Regions from separate parts of the Mus musculus genome. Here all the other regions are linked to region 3. The links are chromatin contacts, called in public promoter capture Hi-C maps. All regions are on one chromosome and are shown on one strand. The core of a region is the stretch at or near the end of the contact, and the rest is flanking DNA. Distances in the headings are between cores, read along the strand shown. Region 1 overlaps Supt3 (SPT3, SAGA and STAGA complex component). Region 2 overlaps Supt3 (SPT3, SAGA and STAGA complex component). Region 3 holds the start of Enpp5 (ectonucleotide pyrophosphatase/phosphodiesterase 5).

Region 1 (4,020 bases), core at 705-3,204, 1.0 Mb after region 3:
CATAGTAGACTGTGATCATTAAGTGTAAGCCAAATAAACCATCTCCTAGAGTTGCTTTTGGCCATGGTGTTTATCATATCAATAAAAGGCAGTAGACTAGTCCAATCCCTTCCCCTGGTAGATTAGAAACCTAAGGTTGAAGGCTAGGGTGTAGTCATGAATTAATGGTAAAATCCAAACTAGAACTCTGTCCCTTGATTTCCAATCTAGTGGTTTTTAAAAATATGACACTGGAGAAAGAGAAAAAGAGAAATTTCTCCTTTCACAAATATAGTATATAAAAAGATACTAAAAAATATCATCCACTCTCTATACACTCAGCAATTTTATTAATGGAGATTTTCTTTACCATACTCTTCTCTTCTTAGTTCATCCTGTTCCCTGGGCCCTCGCATGCCAGTGCTAAATTTTAGAGAACTCGGTACAGAGAGTTCTCTACTAAGACCTCTTGTTAATGGAATCCATTCCCATTAAGGCTTGATGGTGCCTGGGTGACTGACCCTGTTAAATAGTATGTCATGGCTGGATCCTGTTCTAATGGCAAAAGCAGCAGAATTGCAGTGTGGAGACCTGGTTATGCTCCCAGCCCAGCCATTAAGTAGCTGAATAACATTTGGAAAAGTCACTCAGGCTCAGCTGTACAATGAGAAAGTTAAACTAAATTATCCCTCAGGCCCACTCTGGCTCCTACAGTCTGTAATTCCAATCACGGCGTACGTTGTGCTTTATCTGTGAGCACTGTAGCATTTAATAGCCTGCTATGAGCTCTCATTTTTGGTGGTCCTCATGACTGAGGAGAGTTGGGTACAATTGGGTACACAGGCAGTTGACTATGGATACCTCCAAAGAGATCCAGGAGTGGGCGTTCTCTCCCCAGGGCAGAGGGAACATGCTTATGGAATATGATGTTTGCCCATGACCAGCCCCAGTCTGGGAATTTGAATGACTTCACTGATGTTCTTGCAGTGAGGTTCCCCTTCATCTTATCAGTGGACATCGCAGCCATGGAGGGCCCAGGGAGCAGTTAGGAGACCACTGCGAACAGCTCCACGTGTGCTAATATGCATTCCTGTAGAATCCTCAGGGCTGCAGACAGCCTTCCCCCGGCCTTCAGAGATTCCCGATTAGCCTTTCATTTTCCCATCACAAAGCCCTTCCTCGGCGTGACAACCAGCCCTGGAAATCAAGCCCCGCCACTTTAAGAATAAGTGTGATATAACAAACAATGACATTATTATATCGTAAGGACAAGAAACGGGAGTTAAGTTATAAAGCAGAACATTCATATTTACACAGGCATGTTTTAATAACCAGCAAAATTTTGGACGAGAACTAGAAAAATAGTTAGAAGATAAATGGACTTATGTTTCAATGTTATGATTTTTCACATACACTACAGTTCATTTTTCCTTTTTTTTTTAATCCTTGAATTTCGGATAGAACCCTGGGAGAGTTGTTGGCATCCTTTGGTCAACACGTTTGTCAGGGTATTTTCGTTTTTCAGTGTCCTTCTAGGGTTCTGTTAAGCAGTAACTCATTAGCAACACGGTCGGCATGGTTTAGTAGGAAGCTTTACCACAAAGAGGCTCTGTGTTCCAGTTGCCAGGACTTAACACTTTTGTGACAGGGCTGAGAAAGAAAGCTGCTCAGAAGGGGAGACTGGGACACTGTTTACTCTAAATATTGGACCTTCCATCTGAAGGCTTACAGAGGCTGAAGAATTGTTGAATTTGGAGATTTGGAAATGAAAATCTCCAGTAAACTCTAAAAACGTTCCCACCTGAAAAATAAACTCTGTTTGCTTCCACGAGGATTCGCCTTGCAGAGCTCCGAGCAGTGGTCGGTCCTTCCTTCATCATAAACACCCACGAGGAAGAGGCTCAGAATCACCCTCTTCTGGAGGGAGCAAAGCAAGCCGCCTGGCCCAGGCTAGCATGCAGAGAACAGACTGTTAGTTACACTGAGTGGGACGGGCTCGCTCCTCTTTAGATCAATCTGTCTTGGAAGCTGCATTTGGTTAGAATCATGAAAGCCTCAGAGACCCAATCCAAATTCACCTCAGCAGTGTCCAGAAGTGCTGGGAACTCACAAATTGAAATCTCCTTCAACTTCACATTATTTTTTCCCTTTTGCCTTTAGCTTCATGTTATCAAGCTATTGGTGATGATGATGATGATGATGATGATGATAATCATACCATACAGATTTTTTCTGTATTCAAGCAGAATATATCTCACAGCCATTGTCACTGTGTAGAGAGGGGTTATATACAGCAATATATAAAGCAAAGATATCAATCATTAAGTCTCTAACAGCAATAGAAGCAGGCTCTGTTAACACAATTAAAGAAAATTGTGCTTGGTGCCTTCATATGTTCCTGTCCAGGTGACTGTCACTCCATCATGACAATAGACAGAGTATAAAACTCTGCTTTTCATTCCAGTTGTGGATCAGCATATGGATGGGCTAACTTAGAGATGGGTTCGGGGCATGATCTGGAACTGTATGGAAATGCTGTGGGAGTGCACGTGCGTGTGGGAGTCGGGAGAGTGTATGTGTGGTTTGTGTGTATGTGTTATATATGTGTGTGTATATGTATGGTGTGGTGTATGTATATATGTGTGTGTGTGTGTGTGTGTGTGTGGTGTGGTATGTGTGGATTAACCTATCTTTTACTTAAGTCTATCAACTAGCATTTATTCTCCAGCTTACCTTTGTTTCCAGCACATAACCTAAGTTCAGCTAAATTAACAAGAGATTATCAAAACAAAGAAACTCAAAGGTTCTCTGTATTTACCTCCTTCTTTCCTGATATGTGGTAAAGGCAGTAATAAATGGTACCTGCCTTACAGGGTTGCTGTGAAGGATGTGGGTAGAGTAAGTGTCCCCTGAGCCCTCTGGAGGTTCGCTGAGATGAGCTGACAATGAAGGAACAGAGAAAGGGCATTTGGCTGTGCTGATGCACATAAGCATGCTGTGCACGATGGAGACTCGTAAGAAGGAATGGGGGTTTGAAGCTCAAACATCTGCTTTGAGGAAGAGGATCACATGGAGTAGGAAAGGGATAAGAGAGAGTAATGAGGGTAAGCACGATGAAAGGACAGAGTGCATTTTATGAAATCATTTTAAAAAAATTTTTTTAAATACCTTCTGTGCCGAGAGGTGGCTTGATGGTTAAGAGCACCTGCTGCTCTGGCAGAGGACCCAAGTTCAGTTCCTAGCATCTACATGGTAGCTCACAACCATCTGTAACTTGGTTCCAGAGGTCTAACACCCTCTTCTGACCTCTACAGGTACCAGGCATGCAAATAATATACAAACATACTTGTAGGCAAGATGCTCGGTTACGTTTTTAAAAGGCAGCGGGGGTTAGCTTCAGAGGGGATAGAAGCTACCGGAGGATGGGAAGTGTCTATAGTCAACTTTAGAAGAGCAAAGAGGATGGCAAATGAGTTTTAGGAGAAATTAATAATCTCAAAGAAGATAGACCCCAGAGCAAAATGTTCTGAGTGATGCAGGTTACAGCAAGCTATGGAATAAGACAAGTAGACCCTCACTGTGAGAGAAGTCTCTGTGGTTACAGGGACCTTTAGTTCTCTTCTCTGGTACTTTGAGGAGATTTCTGAGGAGTAAGTTTAAGGTCATGAATGTTTTCTAGAAAACAGGCCCTTGGATATAAGGGAACATCAGCATGAGCCCCACCATCGTCAGCAGTGAAGACTAAAAGGATTTGATTCTAAGGCATTTCATAAGGCCTTCTGCTTCAGGTTCCCTTCATTCAGAGTGTCATACTTTGGGGTATCGTTTTAATGAGCCCTAACAAGGACTTAGAGTAGTGCTTAGCACATAATAAGTATTTAATCAATTTAGCCTTTACAGGCAGTGTCGCCATTATGAGTGTGTTACTACATTTTCTAGTGAATATTTATTGGCATCTTGACAGGGTGTCAGGTGTTAGTGTCACATTTCTGAACATGCTTTCCCCTTGTCTAATGAGGCTATGGGCAAGGATGGGGACAG
Region 2 (4,341 bases), core at 325-2,824, 710 kb after region 3:
TCCAGATGAATTTTTAGGAATCATTTCAACGAGCTCCAAAACAAATTCTAAGTGCAAATTTTAAGGGCTTTCATTTTTCATTTCTTTTTATGCTTTTTTGCTGTATTCTCAGATTTCAGGCATGGGTCTTTGCAATCCATTTTACTTTTAAAGTTGATTAATGAAGTAATTTTACATTTTGAGAGTTTATTTGAAACAACCCCTGATAGAAACAGTAAAAACAACCAGACTAATGAGTGGGCCGCTTAACGAGTGGATGATTAGAGACCGAGCGAAAAACTTCTCAGTCTTCTTTACTATTTGTTTTTCTTGCTTGAGTGTAGAATTGTGCTGTGACTGCAGTATGCAAAACCCAGACAATTTATCACCTTAATTTTAAATCATGGAAGAGATTTTATTTTTGAATGGCAGAAATGGTCAGTTTTAAACAGCCAGTTCAATTTTTAAAAATGGATCTGTAATACTGCATTCTGACTAATAGAGAAATATATATCAGTGTCCATTCAGTGGAATTAAGAGGCTGAGTATATTTAATATATTCATTTTTAAACATAAGAAAAGTAATAGAACGTGTCTTCTTTTGACCAGTTCAGTAAACGTCTCTACTGTAGGTTAACAGCCTGCAGGGATATGGAGTTCACACAGATAGAACACCAGGTGTAGTTTACTACAGTTCTTTGGGCTTCCCCTGCTGACACTCTAGGGTGATACAGAGGCGTCACATTAGGTCTGTTCTATGGTAAATTGTACTAGTTTTCTTTTGTAAACCATGTCTATTTGCAGTTTTAATCGTTTTCACCCCCTGGTGGATGCTGATTTATTGTTCTCGAATTCGAGACATTTCACTGTCTTAGCCCCTAGCAGGTGTAGACCAGACTGCTGGCAATGCTGGGAGATAGGAAGCTTGCTTAGAGTTTTGAAGGGTTGTCATGTAGTAAAGGAGGTGGCAGAGAGAGCGTAAGCTGCCTGCCACGCAGCGGAGGCAGGCAGGTGCTGTTCGTTTCCTATAGCCTCACTCTGTGCTGGGCGTAAGACTGGATGGTCAGGGTCACTGGGCTGATGTGGGAATCTGAAGGGCAAATGTAATAGGAAGTTATTAATTTGACATGTTGGAAGATCCAGCCTAGGGATGAGGTCTAAAACGCAATTGAGTTGGTCAACTTGGACACAATATGTGAGAAAGAATTGGAGACTTCAGCGCTCTGTACATTTATGTAGCGCTTGAGCAGTGCTCGGAGCTTAGAGGGTTGTTGGCCTGAGCTATTCTCCTGAGGTCTGCTCTGACTTCCTGTGCTGCCCGATCTGTGCGCCTGACACCAGGTACTATTCTTAGGAGAGGCCTGGTAATCTTCCCACCCGGGCAAAAATCTTGCCCCGGTGTAGTTTCCGACAGTGCTGTGCTTGTCTTCATCCAGTCCCTTTCCAGGGCTTTAACCCTTCTCCTGATGTGCTCTAGCTGGCATCTTGTAGGTGCATCTTGTAGCTGGCATCTTGTAGGCGTCTGGTAGGTAGATGTGAAGTTGCGGTGATACCGACACTGTGTTTGGGAGGACAGCCTCTAGGGGAGAGGCGACAGTTGCAATCTTAAAAGTTTCCAAGTAGAAGAGGAAGGAAATAGGAGCCCGGGTAGTTCTTAGACCACGATTCCATATTAGAAACTCAAATGACTGCTCCATTTCAGTTGTGAGGTTTTTTTATTTTTTATTTTTTGTCCTCTTACTATGTTGCTTTTGGGTTTTGTCTTATATGCTGAAAGTAGTTTTAAGTGTGGCTTTCTGCATTTAGAGTTCTGATTTAGCTAAGTCCTCTTTGTTGCTTCCTTGGCAGATCTATATTTACAGACGCCATGTGGATGGTGGGAGGAGGAGGCAGCGTAGTAAAGTCTGGCAGTGTTATAATATGCAGGAACAATATTCATCTCTAAGGCGGATAAGCCAGGTAATGCGCATAAACCATTTGCATAGATAGTAACCTGCTCACTGAACTCTGGGTAAGTGACTGTTAAATTATAGGGATAGAACAGAATTTTGGCACTTTTTTTTTCTTTTTAAAATGTGGACAATTGATTTGGTATTCAGAGACAAAGAAAACTGTTTTTAATAGTGTCGGTTATTTTGACTGACTGGAAATCTGAGTGTCTTAGAAATTGGTTAGGTCCATCCATTATTGATTCGCGAAGATGTAGAGAAGGGCCGATTTGTCCGAGGGTAGCTGTTTAGTTAGTTTAGGACTTAATACCTGGTCTTTTGAATATCAGCTCTCCACTCCTTTCAACTGTCTTTGCTATTAATTAGTGTTCATTTGACCAATTTGTGTTTTTCCTTAATTTTCAAACTGTCAGCATTTATTTAGTTTTTCCTTCTGCCTTTATATTTGAGATGGCACTACAATATCATTTAAAACGATGAAGAATTTTCATTAATCCCAGGCATGTCATGTTTAAGTCATGTTATCAGTTGTTATAGATCGCTCTGAAAACTTCATTCATTTAGACATTACTGGTATGTCTTAAATTTTATACAACTGGGACCTGAATGGAGCGGACAGAAACCCCTTCACCCTGCAAGCTTTGCTGCTTTCATGCTCCATGAGCTTTCTTTAACAGACACGGTGATCTACTTAGCAGTTTTCAGAAGCTAGCCATTATTTTCATTAGTAATTCTTTACTTTGGAGTTAGCTCTCCCTCCCATTTCTCCTTCTCATTTAAAACCTTTAGTCCACCGTAGCACCTCTGGGCGTCCAGCTTTGTTTGCTGTTGCTCTGTGAAGTAAGCAGGGTCCCCATGATGACAGTGGAATTCAGTGGTGTGCACTCGGATCATCTCATGCAGGTGATTTACTGTTCTGGGTAATCCTTATGGTGGAACAAATGGGTCTTAGACCATATTTGTTCTAGAATATTCTTGTATACTAGTTACTAATGCTTTTTGTTTATTCATTCAGAATTGAGTGTTTACTGTAGGATGGTTCTGTATATCTAGCGGTGAGTACAGCATGCAGGGTACCTCATCCGATGGCTGCACTTCACATTCCAACTCTGTTGGAAACACTTCATGTCTCAGTTTTTAGACTTACTACTGCTTTTGTGGGACCATGTTCTTGGGAGTTTACAATATTGTACATTAAAGTCTTTGACCTAATTATATACACTTTTGTGTTATGGCTGTGGCATTACTTTTGATTGCAGTTTTGGCTCAAGACTTGTTTTTCCTATGACATGTGAAACCTTTGAAAATGGAGTGTATCTGAGTCACCTTCTAGTTTTACTTAAAATTAGTTTAAAGCAAGGATCTTTGTTTAAAAGGCAAATCAGAAGAAATTCATTTCCAATAAGAGAGAATACCAGCAACGTGAACTGATTGTGAGTTGCATGGACCTAGAATATTAATCATTTTTTGCTTTCTTATTTACATCACTGGCAGAGATAACCCTTTTTCTAATTTTAGACTATTTTAGAGATTACACTGAAAAACTATGATTTTAATGTTTAAATAAAGATCGGCTCATTAAATTAATGAAACCCAATAAATAAAAGAGGCATGACTTTAAAAATCCAATGTAGTTTTTCAAAAATGTGTGTATGCTAATATGGAGGTTTGAATAAGAATGGCCCTCATAGGCTCTTATATATGAATGCTTAGTCAACAGGGAGTGACACTGTGCTGAGTAGGTGTGTCACTCAAGGTGGGCTTTGAGTTTCAGAAGCCAGGGCCAGGCCCAGGCTGCTCTTCTGTTCTGTCTCTCTGCTCAGGACGTAGCTCTCATCTACTGTTCTAGTACCATGCTCCCTGTCATGATGATGATGGACCAAGCCTCTGAGATTGTATGAGCCCCCAATTCAATACTTGCTTTCATAAGCGTTGCTTTAATTGTGGTGTCTCCTCACAGCAATACAACAGTGACTGAGACTTAATGACAGATGTACAGTCTTAATAAGTCTACGTCTGCTTTTGGAATCCCTTTTTTATTTTCATCTTTAAGCAGTGCCATTTTGTTGTGTATTGTTTTAGCTTTCATGGGGTATTGAGATTTCACATTTTTTTAATGAAGTTAATGAAGATTCTAGTGTAGTCCTCATTATGAGTTAAGCTTGATGAGTTCTACTTTGACCTTGCTTTGATGGTTTGTTCAGAAAAATCACCACCCTTCTCCATGTAAGGCAGTCACTTATGATCATGTTTTCTTACTGAAGTTTTTCTGCCATGTGCATTTTCCTAGGATGTTAGTATTCTAATATACATGAAAAGCATAGCCTGTTGCATTTATATTTATTAACCCAGTTAAAGTATTAAAGGTCTTTAAGGTCTTGGTGTTCTTTACTTTTTAAAAAATTTTTATTTT
Region 3 (4,300 bases), core at 1,635-4,134:
TCTGAGAGTCTCTCTCCACAGTCCTTATTTCTTACACACTGGAGCCTGGGTGGGGGCAATATATTTGGTCAGCTTCGGTAACTTCTAGAAGCCTTTCAGTCCAAGTGCATACTTGTGCTTACTGAGTTGATGAGAGCCCTATCTTGCAGAATGTTCTATAAAGGATTAAGAAATGGGGTTTCTTTTAGTTTCTGTTGTTGTGTTTGTTTTTATAGTACAGTGACCTGGAACATGAACCTGATGTTGTTGGGTTTATTTTTGGTTTTGCTTTCAGATTTGTTTTTATTGTTATTAGTGCACTTACCCAAGAAGGCCAGAAGAGGGCATTGGAGCCCCCGAAGCTGAAATTACAGGCAGTTGTGAGCCACTGCTCTTAGGGATCTGCTGCTGTGATAAAACACAACAACCAAATCAACTTGGGAAGAAAGGAGTTTGTTTCAGCTTATACTTCCATATTGTAGTCCGTCACTGAAGGAAGTCAGGGCAAGAACTGGAAAGCAGGAAGTGGAGAAGTCATGGGGGAATACTATGATCCTGGCTCGCTCCTCGAGGCTTCCTCGGCTGCCTCCTTAAAGCATTCAGGAGGACCAGTACAGATCAGGGGAGCACCATCTCCAGTGAACTGGCCCTCACACATCCATGTCAATCAAGAAAATGTCACGGAGGCTTGCCCATGGGCCAAGCAGGTAGGAACATTTCTTAACTGAGGCTACCTCTTCCAAAATGACTATAGCAAGTTGACATAAAACCAGCCAGCCCAGCTGCCCAATAGCCATGGGTGCCAGGAACCAACTCAACAGCAGGCTCTTCCTACTGCTAAGTCATCTCTCCTGCCCGCTGCCTTTAAAATTAGTTATTCTTACCATAAATTCTAGGTCAAAAAAAAAAAAAAAAAAAGACTTCTCTGATACAGCTAGTTGGTTTTGTTTTTGCTATTTTATAAACTGCATTATTCCAGTGCTAGCACAATGTCCTTACAGTCCTGGGGAAGAGAATGGTCTAGTCCCCAAATGTATGTCAGATTTCTCTGAGGACTTTAAAAGGTAGAGGGACCTCCCTACCCCAAGCCTGTGAAACGAAAGTGAATCCTGTTGCTCTGTGTTCAGACATGCATCCCTACTTCTGACATTATCCTGCTATTTCCATTGAAATAAAGGAACCTTTCTAACCCATGCTGACATAACTTGCTCAGTAGCTATTGTGACTGGACAGAAATTCAAACAACTGGCAGAGTACAGATGTGGAAGCAGGAAGTTTGTCGACAAAAACTCAACAATCATTCCTTATTTGAGCCAGACCCTGCCCACTGGGAAAGTGAGTTATATTCAAGCCTACCAGTTGACCACTAGACATTATTGTATGGAGATCCAGAAGTAGGTCCTGAGCTCGCTGAGCCCGCGGAGAGTTGTCTTCTGTGTTCTGAGCTGTGCTTAGCAACTACACTGTACAATTTAGTAAGCGTGGCGGGTGGGAAACAATCCCAACTTCCATAAAAAGTTTGCAGAGCATGGCAGCCTGTCACGTGAGCAGAGCCTCCAATTCTCAATGACCCACATAGAAACAGGCCCATTCTCACCCCTGATTTTTTTTTCTTCCAGGTTTTCTTTCTTTGGAGTGAACAAGGAATTGGCTTCTTAGGCTGGGAGATAAGGACTTACTAGACTGAACCACCTCCTTCCAACTTTGAGCAGTTTCAAAGGTCAGGACTTGGGGCTTCGGAACAAGTTGTGCAGCTTCATGGTTTTGGGTCTGGCTACACGCAGAAACAACCTCCCTTTCCGCCTCCTTCCCACGTGTTGAAAATGATAAAAATCCCCATGGCAGAGTGCCCAAATGCCCTTCAGGGCAGTGCCGCCCAATTTAGCAAGTGCCCATGGCTAGAGTTGAGACTGTCCCCTCATTAGAAATACACCAAAGGCTAAGACCAAAGGGCTCAATTCCTTTACAGAACGTGGCTACAAACATCACAGCCCCAGCACACAGAACAGAAGACATTTGTTACAGACAGGCACCAAGGCCACAGCTGTGGATGCTTGTAGCCTTACCAGCTGATTAAATGTTGAAACTTCAGTTGTGACAATCAAGCAGATAATACTGCCTATTGCAGACAGATTTGGTTAGCTGAAGCTTTCAGGTGCTACTGCTTGGAGGATAGGAGTGGGGAGTGCCTGCGTGGCCAACTTATAATAAGATGCAAACACTTGGAAGTCACACATTGGGCTTCAGAACAGACTAGATTCCCAAAGCCTTCCATAGAGGAAATACTTGACACCAGCTATTCATGAACAAAAGATTCATGAGGGCTAAGGATATTCTTCAGTTGAGAGAGTGCTCAGCTGGCATCCAGGAAAACCTGGGTTTAATTCCCAGCACCTCATAAAACCTGGCATGGTGATACATGCCTGTAATCCCCAGAATTTAGGAAGTTGGAGCAGGAAGGTACTAGGACTGAGGTAATGCTGGGCTACAAACTGAGTTCCACACTATGGTGAGCTAAATGAGACCCTGTTTCGAATTATTAACACCATCTCATGGCAAGCTTGGATATTCTGATGTCCCTCCTTCAATTAAAGCTTACTGAGTGACGTCATCAGTTTATGATAAAGGAAGAAGAAAACTCAGAAGAGATGGTAGAATAAAATTAGCTTATAATGAACATGAGTTTCAGATCTCCAACCACTGGGATAGCACACTAAAGTCCCTCAATATCACGGACACAACAGGCCTACCAGGGCAGTTCTGAGTGACAAGAGCCCCCAGCCACCCATCCCTATCCCCAAACCTGGCCACCAAGTCCCCCTCCTTCAAACCCACGCAGCGCCCGCCCCCCTGCTTCCGCTAATTGACAGGCAGCACAGCTACTCCTAGGAGCGGATTTTTCACCCTGGTAACAGTGACAAGCTGGCGGGAGCCAATGGCGTTCCAGCAGCGGGGCGGGCTGCAGCGACGAGTCAGGTGCTCTGCGCTGAGGCTGCGTGCAGGTGAGCGAACAGGATCCTACAGTGCCCCTTGTTTCTGCCTCCTCTTGGTCCCAAACGTTCCAGGACAGATCTGTCTCAGCGCGGGTGAGTCCCCGGAGAAGGGTGGCCTGCCTCCAGAGGCCCACACTGGGGCTGTCACCGGCCAGCGGGGCGGGGAGGCCTAGCAACCCCGTAGAGAAGAGGCGACGCACCCACCCACCCTGGCAAACACCCTGACATAAGCCCACTCCTCTGCTCTTTGATTGGTGCGCCTGTTTGCTTAGGTTGGGGCGGGGTGGGGGTGGGGGAGGCTGGAGAGAGGAAGGACTGGAAAGGCCAGGGCGATTTCAATCGAGATCTAGAGAGTTTCAGGGCTCCGTGCTGTTTCTGCGTGGAGAAATGAGAGATTTGTCCTTTTTTCCTCATCCCCACCCCCACCTGCGTTGTGGCACCCATGTAATTATGTTGCTTCTTATTATCGAACATCCCCGAGCTTTAGACAGAGCCTCATACTTCGCTTCAGTTTGCCCCAAGAAAACAGTTGTCTTCTATTTACCTCAATTAACTAAAATAGATGGGAAAAAAATCATATGTTCCGTGCAACTGATTCTTTCTTGGCATTAAATTGTATTTGGTTGATAATAATTTCCTTCGTGTTAGTGAGATGGGAGAGAAAATTGGGGGAAAGAAAAGAAAAGAGGGAAGAAACAGGGATCAGTCATTTGCAGTTTCCTGCATACATTTAATTCCCCGTCATGGCCATTATTAATGTTGCTCCCAGAATGAGTGGCATTCAAGATACAATAGTAAATTTAAGTTTGGAATCAGTCATTGTCTTGAGACCAATGTCCAAAACAGTTTCTAGTCTGGATGAAACCACAGTTTAAAAAAGCAAATCTAACCTTAAGCTCATATGCATCCTTTGCATACAGCTTATGGTTCTGAAAACAAAGCCAGCCTGCCTCATAGGTTACATCTGCCCATTCCTAGACCATAGCAAGGCAAGTCAGAGCCACATGCACACATTCCACACATGTACACATATCACACACATCACACATGCACACATATCACACACATCACACATGCACACACATCACACATGCACACACAATCACACATGCACACATCCCACACATACACATATCACACATACACACACACATCACACATGCACACATACCATACATACACATACCACACATACCACACATGCACACACATCACACATACCATACATACACATATACCACACATACACACATACCACACATGCACACACATCACACATGCACATATACCACACATGCACACATACCACACATTTATACATACCACAC

Evidence for each region. Promoter capture Hi-C pulls out the DNA fragments that hold promoters and counts their contacts.
Region 1: a contact with region 3 is called in a promoter capture Hi-C map of hippocampal neurons, with 4 times the contacts expected there. The contact joins the enhancer-like site here to the promoter of Enpp5 in region 3. A contact is called at or near these places in 10 of 39 promoter capture datasets (the 3T3-L1 cell line, 3T3-L1-derived adipocytes, the C10 cell line and 6 more) and 1 of 115 datasets of contacts at active chromatin or transcription factors (astrocytes).
Region 2: a contact with region 3 is called in a promoter capture Hi-C map of pre-B cells, with 2.7 times the contacts expected there. The contact joins the enhancer-like site here to the promoter of Enpp5 in region 3. A contact is called at or near these places in 6 of 39 promoter capture datasets (3T3-L1-derived adipocytes, hippocampal neurons, liver and 2 more).

The regions. Positions count from the first base shown.
Region 1 is chr17:45,076,532-45,080,551 of GRCm38.p6, forward strand. All of the region lies in intron 11 of Supt3 (SPT3, SAGA and STAGA complex component), which reads left to right. Among named protein-coding and RNA genes, the nearest start is that of Gm35097, 69 kb to the right of the region's middle. Within about 2 kb of position 1,955, at least 16 of the 459 cell types and tissues checked have an H3K27ac peak or open chromatin away from gene starts, as enhancers often do. A contact at or near this core is called in hippocampal neurons, where this site is marked.
Region 2 is chr17:44,790,852-44,795,192 of GRCm38.p6, forward strand. The region is part of intron 2 of Supt3 (SPT3, SAGA and STAGA complex component); the gene reads left to right. It also overlaps a transcript of Runx2 not described here. Among named protein-coding and RNA genes, the nearest start is that of Supt3, 16 kb to the left of the region's middle. Within about 2 kb of position 1,575, at least 27 of the 459 cell types and tissues checked have an H3K27ac peak or open chromatin away from gene starts, as enhancers often do. A contact at or near this core is called in pre-B cells, where this site is marked.
Region 3 is chr17:44,075,918-44,080,217 of GRCm38.p6, forward strand. Enpp5 (ectonucleotide pyrophosphatase/phosphodiesterase 5) reads left to right here and starts at 2,885. Exons shown (of 4, transcript NM_032003.3): 1 at 2,885-3,065.